Linked DNA regions of Mus musculus: region 1 is linked to region 2. A link is a contact called in public Hi-C data. All regions are on one chromosome and are shown on one strand. Each heading gives the region's core, a stretch centred on a gene start, on an enhancer-like site or on the middle of the called end of the contact. The rest is flanking DNA. Distances are from core to core; before and after follow the strand shown. Region 1 has its middle 26 kb from the start of Dab2. Region 2 has its middle 68 kb from the start of Gm16311.

Region 1 (4,435 bases), core at 202-2,701, 120 kb after region 2:
ATAAGCTAAAATTACCTTGGTGGGAGACAACTTGCCAAGAACTATCATGTTTTAAATCGTATATATCCTTGGTCTTGGTACCCCTATTGCAGAACCTATTATATACACATATTGGTATGTGCTCACGAAAGCTGTCACCCATATTGGCCACCGCAGAGATGTTTGCACTATCAAAAATGGAATAAATTAAAAAAGAAAACGCTAAAGCTCATGTGGGGAAAGAAAGGCTTATTATTAGTCACTGAAAATAACAAAATACTTCTATGGATCAAGACGAAAGGCTTAAGCTACGTTAATTAAAACTTAAATAACAAAGCCAAGTGAAGAGCATTTTGGGATATGCGTCCAGTGTATACTGGAAAGGTGACCGGGGACTTCAGTCTGATCTCCAGCATCCATGGACTGCTGTCAAGGGTCGTGGCACACACTTGTAATCCCAGCACTTAGGAAAGGATCCCTGAGTTTCCTGGCCAGCCACTCTGGCATAATTGGTATGCTCTGGCCCATGAGAGATTTCAGCCATCCTTCCAGCCCAGAGAGACCCTGTCATAAAGACAGTTGACTATTTCTGGGGATGAACAAGGTTGTTTTCTAGCCTCCGCACACATGTGCGCACAGGTTCATACACCCTTACATTCCTAACCCTCTGGACATGCGTATTAAAAGGAACTGGAGCGTCTGCATTCTCACTGATGCTGGTTTGTGAAACTGTTTGTCACCAGAAAATACAATTATGCAATTTAGCTCCCACTTTTCTAAGAAAAATATTCCATGTAACCATAAACTCTGCAACCTTTCTTTAAAGGCGCAAGTCTTATTTCCAGAATATCTTTTAAAAAAATTCTCCTGAGAATAGTTTTTCAAAAAAAAATTATTCTATGTATAAATAAAAATGGAAAGCCTTGAAAATAACAAGGGATACTTTGTGAGAATGCTGTCCAAGGACTCTGGTAAGAATTTACATTTCTTATGCTGCCTCAATAGAGGTATGGGTTCTGTGTGTCAAAAGGACTCCATAAAATCATGACAATTTGTTTAACTCACAGTAACACTGCAAGATTTTGCTACACAGTTTGAAAGACATTAATAATGTATGTCATTCTGTCATTCCTTCATGAAACACACCCTTCACTAAACCAATAGGTTAGTTAACAGCTACAGTGCCCATCTGTGTGCATGCAACACTCCATTTGTAGATTCCTGATGTATGCATGAAGCATCAATTCATACAATGCTCTCCAGAACCGGTCAAAACAACAACCCAACTGTCTGGAAATTCTCTGGCGTGCTATTCTGATGGAAAGGGCAGCTGTGAATCACCTGGACTTAGCATCATCCAGAGTCAAAATATCAAACAGTATGTGTTAAAGATAAAGTCATAATTAAACCGACCGATGTGGGTATCAGCAGCATTTCTTATGCAATTGTATAACCGGGCGGCTTAGAAATGAGGAAGGTCCAGATGTATCCCGTTTCTTGCTGTCCTGTTATAAATGAGAGCCTTCCTATTTTTCTCTCCCTGGTTTAAAGCAAACTTCTCTGATAATAAAAGCTTATAAAGCTGGGCGTGGTGGCGCATGCCTTTAATCCCAGCACTTGGGAGGCAGAGGCAGGCCAATTTCTGAGTTTGAGGCCAGCCTGGTCTACAGAGTGAGTTCCAGGACAGCCAGGACTATACAGAGAAACTGTCTCGGAAAACCAAAAACCAAAAATAAAAATAAAAATAAATAAAAGCTTATAAAAAAAATTCACGGTGAAGGATAAAAAAGGCTCATCACTACAGTGAGAGCTCCACCAGTACGGTAGTAGTAGAGACAGAACACACATTGGATTTAAAATAGCCCGTTAGAAAAATGCCTGCAAGTTCAGAGGTAACGTTTATGCCTAGCACGTGCAAAGCCCTGGGCTTGATCCTCAACACCACAAAAGGAATTTTAAAAAGCTCGCATTAACAATTTGTTTATATATTAACAACACATCTCTGGTCAAAGCAACAAGAGATTTCTTTCCTGGGTACTTAGATGGGCTTCTCTTAGGAGGAAACTCCTGGTTCAGTTCCTGGGACTGAGCAGTTTAATCTCAAAGATCAGTTTACTCTGCATTAGAAGGGATTATCGCTCAGACATTAATAGAATCCATATTTTTCAGGTTGCTTGTTTACGCTCCAGTTTTTATGATTTTTTTTTAGTAGAGTCTCTCGTGGCTGTCCACTTAGAACTTAATAAGCCCAGAGAAAATTCTAGATTAAGAAAATTAAAATTCATAATCCTCAGCATAAAAAAACAACAAATTAAAGTTTGAGCTCTTAATAAAAGAGGTCTGAGCAGAGAAACACGTGCAGTCAGAATATCAGTTAAATTCTGTTTAGGGCCTGAGCTTTCTGCTCATGGCTGTGTCTCCTGTAGAAGCTATGAACAGATGCGCTTTTCTCTGCAGCTACTCACTCTGGGTTTTCTCATGAATTGTCAAAAGGAGTACTTTTAAATACAGTTGAGCATGTAAGGTTGCTACAACCTGCTCTCTCTAATAGCCACCAGAAGTTTCTTTTCCTTTAAACTGAGCATTCTGTAGTTCAAAACCAAAAACAAACAAACAAAAAAAGCAAATAAATAAAATGTGAGTATTGACCCTTACGTGACTGTACCAGCCTTGGCTGGTTTGCAACTAGGTTTTTGCAAAATCAGGGCTTTTACCCAACAATGACTAGTTTGGGTTTTGGTTTTGGCATTGTGGCCTATAAGAACATCTAGGGCTTCTAGTTTCTAAGTTTTCTTAACTGACTGGGGACACATCCTGAAACAAGAGTCCTGGATTTCTCTTCTCAGTATTTTTCCTCCTTCTAGCATGGTGGTTTCTGAAGGTTTGTTAAGATGTGTCATGTTAATACAACTAAACACTGGGTCCAAGTAGCTTTTGCATTTCAACTTTATCATAAACTGGGTCAGTCTGGTAAAACAAGGGGGCTTAGGCATCTGCAACCTGCCTTGCTCATTTAGAAAAGAGAGTAGGAATTGTCTACACTGTTCTCATCCTTCCTTCAGGAATGCCCCCCCTTTATCTCCTAGCCAAAGGAAAAGTTGAAAGCACCCATCACTCTTAGGGTTTTTGCCCTCCACACTTAGTACAATTCTCACCCCGAACTCCAGTTCCATTCTGTTCCCTTCAGATAGTATAGATGTTATATCTGTTTAGTTAACATGGGCCATGGTCCACCGAGTCTAAGACTCTCTTAGTTCTGAAAGACATCACTATTTTTATGTACCACTAAGGACCAAAAGATACCAAAGAAAAATCTATGCAGAGGGCATAGAGGACCACAACCATATCTCAGGCCTTGGGAACCTGAGACACAAAGATGGTAAGCTTGAAGCCAGTCTGGGCTAGCTATGTAGTGAGATCTTATCTCAAATAAAAATTCTATGGCTGTCATCAAAGGTATGATATATTCTAATGTAAAATGCAAATGTAATCCTCTTACCTCTTCTATTGGGAGCATCTTCCTGGCTGTGGCTTTCTGTACCTGAGAAGAATGGTGTTAGAAGGAAAGTGATGTCGAACTATACAAATCATTTCTGTGATGCGCATAGCTCTAGGAATTCTTCTGGAATGGGTTTGATGTATTCCCTCTACCCTTTGGGTACTTCATACTTTTGAACCTCTAATCACTTTCTCCATTGATTTAGTTATAAATAAAGTTCTTGTCTCTGGTAGTAATGACAGGAAAGTCAGAATAATGATAGGGATTGCTATTCCATTTTAGGTGAGTACTGGGACTTTGGAAGAACCGGGCTATCTGAATTCCCTCCTCAGGGAATGGAATCTACCCACTGGTCTGTCCAGCTCTATCACTCTAGCTGTGTCTGTGTTTCTGCTTAGTGTCCTGCTTCTACTGGGTTCCCTACTTGTATGTGAGATCTTTATTCCTTTGCCTTAATAAAGTGGTGGCTATACCATCATCCATATCCCACCATTCAGTGCTGCACTCAGGTAGTTTACCTGCCAAAGCCCCTATCCTGTACTGGTGCCTTCAAGGTTAACATTCCTTTATTCACATCATAAGTTTAGTGAGGGCTTCTCTCATTTGAAGAAGGGGCCCAGGGCAGGCCATGGCTGCTCCATTCTCTAAATGAGCAAGGCAGTCTGCAGACCACTGAGGATCCTCATTCTAACAGACTGACTCAGTTGATGATAAAGTTCAAAGGCAAAACATAAAGGGCTTGGGGCTTGAGTAAAACAAGCATATAAGTTCAATTTTCCTTCTTTCACTAAGTACTGTATTTGCAATTTAATATTTGCAGTGTTTTAGCTCAAAGAATTCTCTTATCACATACATGAATTGAACATATTTTCATTTATTTATTTATTTATTTATTTATTTATTTATTTATTTATTTATTTTAAACTCCATATTTTATTCCCCTCGCCCCTGTCCACC
Region 2 (4,628 bases), core at 1,040-3,539:
AGCTGGCCAATGCCTCACTACTAGCTCATCTTTGACAGACTCCTCAGACTCTCAATTCAGGCACTGCATATTCACTGCCCTTGCTTCCGGTCTGAATCATAAACTTCAGAAGACTCTCCAGTTATGTATGAAAAGGGTGAAGGCAGATAAAGTTCTTTGGAAGGGAGAAAACGTAGCCGTTACGCGTAGAGCTGGTACTTGAAATCGCTTCCTCCGCGGTTAAGACTTGCATTAGTTCAGTGTGGTCAGCAAATAGCAAGCAAAGGCCTGCCACAAGCCAAACAAGAAGACATCCCCTGCCTTCTAAACACTACTTTTTACTATTTAGCATTTAAAATCCAAAGCCCATACTGCTAATGCATAGGTAGGGCCAGTGGGAGAGCTTTAGTGCAAGAACTGATAACACGAACTCAGAGCTGCAGGTGGATTATTTGAGCTAACTTTGGGGTTGTGGGGAACAGCAATTATTAGGCAGGGGAAAAAAGGGAATAATTTCAAGTAGAGATAATAACAGTGTGTGCAAGAAAACACTTGCAAAGGTCATCTCAAAGTTAGTGTGTGTGCCTTTGCAGTGGTAGGTAAGGATGTGGAATCTGGGCCATGGCAAAGCAACAGCAGCTGGATATATGAGGGAGTTTGGAGTCTTTATTTGAAATGGGGATATATCAAAGGCTTCAAGTCAAATGAATACTTCATGGGTGGTTTCTTTATTTTTTTTCAACTTTTTATTAGATATTTTCTTCATTTTCATTTCAAATGCTATCCTGAAAGTCCCCTATACCCCCCTCCCACCCTGCTCCCCTACCCACCCACTCCCACTTCTTGGCCCTGGTATTCCCCTCTACTGGGGCATATAAACTTTGCAAGACCAAGGCTCCTCTCTTCCCAATGATGGCTGACTAGGCCATCTTCTGCTACATATGCAGCCAGAGATACGAGCTCCGGGGGTACTGGTTAGTTCATATTGTTCCACCTATAGGGTTGCAGACCCCTTCAGCTCCTTGGGTACTTTCTCTAGCTCCTCCATTGGGGACCCTGAGTTCCATCCAATAGCTGACAATGAGCATCTTTTTTCTTGTTGTTTTATAATAAATCTCTGGCATGAAAATTTAATTATTTCCCCTTTCTGTCACTTTTTTTTTTTTGCATTTGTACACATTCTACATAATCTCTTGGTTAGAATGAACAGATGAAATAAACATTGGGTGTTTTCTTGTTATTGAGGATGATCAGAAAACAAGCTGAAAAAGAGCCCAGGACATAAGGAAGTTGCTAAATACTTGGGTGAAGTTGGGCTTGATTAGACTGTGTTTCTCTTGTGTTTAGATCTATGCGTAGCCCAGGTAAGAAACTAGGCAGCCAGATAATCACTCAGGCATAATTAGAAAGAGAGCTGGTGAGAGCAATTGAATGGGATCAGGGGAATACACATGTGGGATGTCAGACAAGAAAATGAAGGCATGGTGACCCAATGTCTTGTCATTGGATGTTCGTGTCTGGAAATAAGCGAGGAAAGCAGAAATGGTTGACTTCACTTAGGTCACGTTGACTTTAGGGGACATTTAAGATCTTTGTAGGAGGCATGAGACTGGAGTTCAGAGCAGCCCAGTCAGGCTGAATGTGAGAACAACAGCGGGTGACCAGATAGATGAGTCTGGAAGGTCAGCGAGGACATGTGGGGACTGTCCAGTTACCCATGGAGAAAGATGACAGAGAGAAAAGAACATGTCAGTTAGAGGATCCAAAGAGGGCCTAACAAAGACAGCTGAGAGATGGGGTAGCTGAGGAATAAAATCAAGATAGCCTGGTACAAAGCCTATCAATCAGGATAGCCTGGTACAAAGCCTATCAGGATAGCCTGGTACAAAGCCTATCAGGATAGCCTGGTACAAAGCCTATCAGGACAGGATAACAAGGCAGCCGGACAAACTTCAAAGTTAACCATTAGAGAAAGGTTGATCAAAAATCAAGCTGAAGAAGAGCCCAGGAGATAAGGAAGTTGCTGAATACTCGGGTGATGTTGGGCTTAGAGTGTGTTTCTCTTACGTTTAGATTTTTAAAACGCTTGTTTAAAGGACCTTTTAAAGAGAACTCTCTTGTACCAGAAATCTCCACAAATGCAGATTTTTGAAAACATTACATTTTTTTTCCTTTAGAGTAAACAATTCTTGCCTAAATAAGAAAAAAGGAAGAGACATTTTTTTAAAAAACTCCTCTCTTAAGGAATATACGGTACACACAAAAGGCCATTACAAAAGCGGTGGAAGTGATGGCAGCAACTTTTCTCTGTAGGAAAGGAAATAACTCAGATTCAGGAAAAGTGGCTTGCTGAGAAAGCAGTTAGTCACATGTCTTCCCAAAGGAAGTGGAGAGATTGTGTGTGAGTGTGTGTGTGTGTGTGTGTGTGTGTGTTTCTTTAAGGCCATAGTTCAGTGGAAATAGATGACTATATTCACTTAAATAACGCTCTCTTCGGTTATGCTTAATGGAATGTGAGAATAAACAGCCACAACAATAGAATATGGTGGCAAGCCTTCCAACTGCCAATCAGATGGTCAGCTGAGGGAGCAAACATCCTACAGAATACGAGGAGTTCATGAAGTATTTTTGGGCTGCTCGATATCATCTCTTACGTGCACTTCCTTGAACACAACATCAAAAAGAAGTGATTGAGACAATATGGCCTTCTCCTCTGGTAAAGATTAGACTGATGCCTCATAGAAACATGTGATAGTATCCCGTATATTCTTAGATGAAACGCTATCAAGTCTGTGGTCCATTTGCCTCAGTCCCTTGGGGAGCTGGAATCACAGGTGTGCACTTCCATTGCCAGTTTACAGGTTTATGTCATCTTAGCCAAGGGATCGTGTAAACTGCGTACACATCCAGAAAGTATGAAGGAAAAGGGAAATAATTAAATTCTTACTTTTTTTTTTAGTCCCATGCTGAGGATTGTGGTAACTTTGTGGCATAGTGTGTGTCTTTTTGCCTTATTCTCAGAGAGTTAGAATGTTCCCTGCACACTGACAGGGATGTCCTGGCTCCTCGGTGTGTGGCTGGATGTTTTCTAATGAAAAATAAAGTGTCACCATTGATGGTGACACATGCCAGTCATCCCTGCACTTGGGAGATAGAGGCAGGAGAACCAAGAGTTCAAAGCCATCCTCAGCCATAGAATGGTTTGAGGCAAGCTTGACCTGCATGAGATCCCATCTCAAACAACAACAATAATAACAACAGAGAAATTAGATACCTCTGATCTTGGACTTTGTCTTAGTCAGGCTTCTATTCCTGCACAAACATCATGACCAAGAAGCAGTTGGGGAGGAAAGGGTTTATTCAGCTTACACTTCCACATTGCTGTTCATCACCAAGGAAGTCAGGACTGGAACTCAAACAGGTCAGGAAGCAGGAGCTGATGCAGAGGCCATGGAGGGATGTTCTTTACTGGCTTGCTTCCCCTGGCTTGCTCAGCCTGCTCTCTTATAGAACCCAAGACTACCAGCCCAGAGATGGTCCCACCTACAAGGGGCCTTTCCCCCTTGATCACTAATTGAGAAAATGCCTTACAGTTGGATCTCATGGAGGCATTTCCTCAACTGAAGCTCCTTTCTCTGTGATAACTCCAGCTGTGTCAAGTTGGCACAAAACTAGCCAGTACAGACTTATTCAATTATTTTTGAAATAAAATGTATGGGTGTGGCTAAACTCAATGATATTCTCTCAGGTGTCTCAGTGCAGACGGATCCATCTCTTACTCAACATGCCAGCTTTGGGCTCTCCTCTGAGAAGATGGTGTGCTAAACCATGCCAAGTGCAGAGAATGCTACCTAGGCCTTCTGCATTTCCCTGGAACTCTCTACTCTATTGTCACCTCAGAAATGGATTCTACTATTGTGGGAGTCCCTTCTACACCGTGGAGCCATTGTGTTAAATGCCCAGGTTTAGACATCACCACACAGGACTGAATTCCAAACTATGTGTTGTTATATATAAACTGCATTTATGAGAGGTACCTAGCCTACAGTGAGAAAAAATGGGATTGCCAAAATGCCTTCTTGACCATTGTGGAGACTGTACATGATACTACATGTCACATACTCGTCACATTGCTTGGAGCTTCGATGGAAGTTGAGCTTCGATGGAAAATGATTTGACTGTTTATAGTTAGTTACCCCGAACTCATTATTTAAATGGTAACTTATCCCATTTTTTGAAATCTCAAAGCCTCATAAAGCCTTTCCTTTTGTTAAGACCAAACTCTTTCTTCTTGTTTATTTTGCCTGCTAATCCTAAATCTCTTTCCTTAAGCACAGCTTGATACGTCCAGCTTCTGAAACACTTTAAGCTACTCAGTACCAAACGGTTGACTTCTGGGAACTAGATAAAGGAGACATAACCCCAGGCTAAAATAACACTAGGTCACGGAAGAGATAAGATATGCCTACAGATACATGGATAAGATGAGTATTTGAAGTATTTGGGTGTCCAGGAATACAAGCTGTAAATGAATCACTGTTTAAATGGAACTTGAGTGCAAAGTACAAAAACCAGTGATAACTGGGATCCAGAAGAGGATGGTGGAATCTCGCAGGGACTGAGAAATCTTCCAAGCAGGATTGTACTCT

The links. Hi-C and Micro-C count contacts between places; a contact is called where the count stands out from the background.
Region 1: a Hi-C map of bone marrow-derived macrophages shows a contact between it and region 2, with 29 read pairs. The contact joins two enhancer-like sites. A contact is called at or near these places in 6 of 484 Hi-C or Micro-C datasets (the AML12 cell line, bone marrow-derived macrophages, cortical neurons and 2 more), 1 of 115 datasets of contacts at active chromatin or transcription factors (extraembryonic endoderm stem cells) and 1 of 9 other capture datasets (bone marrow-derived macrophages).

What each region holds. Positions count from the first base shown.
Region 1 is chr15:6,358,885-6,363,319 of GRCm38.p6, forward strand. It overlaps a transcript of Dab2 not described here. Among named protein-coding and RNA genes, the nearest start is that of Dab2, 26 kb to the right of the region's middle. Within about 2 kb of position 1,452, at least 1 of the 459 cell types and tissues checked has an H3K27ac peak or open chromatin away from gene starts, as enhancers often do. A contact at or near this core is called in bone marrow-derived macrophages, where this site is marked.
Region 2 is chr15:6,239,987-6,244,614 of GRCm38.p6, forward strand. No RefSeq gene overlaps it. Among named protein-coding and RNA genes, the nearest start is that of Gm16311, 68 kb to the right of the region's middle. Within about 2 kb of position 2,290, at least 7 of the 459 cell types and tissues checked have an H3K27ac peak or open chromatin away from gene starts, as enhancers often do. A contact at or near this core is called in bone marrow-derived macrophages, where this site is marked.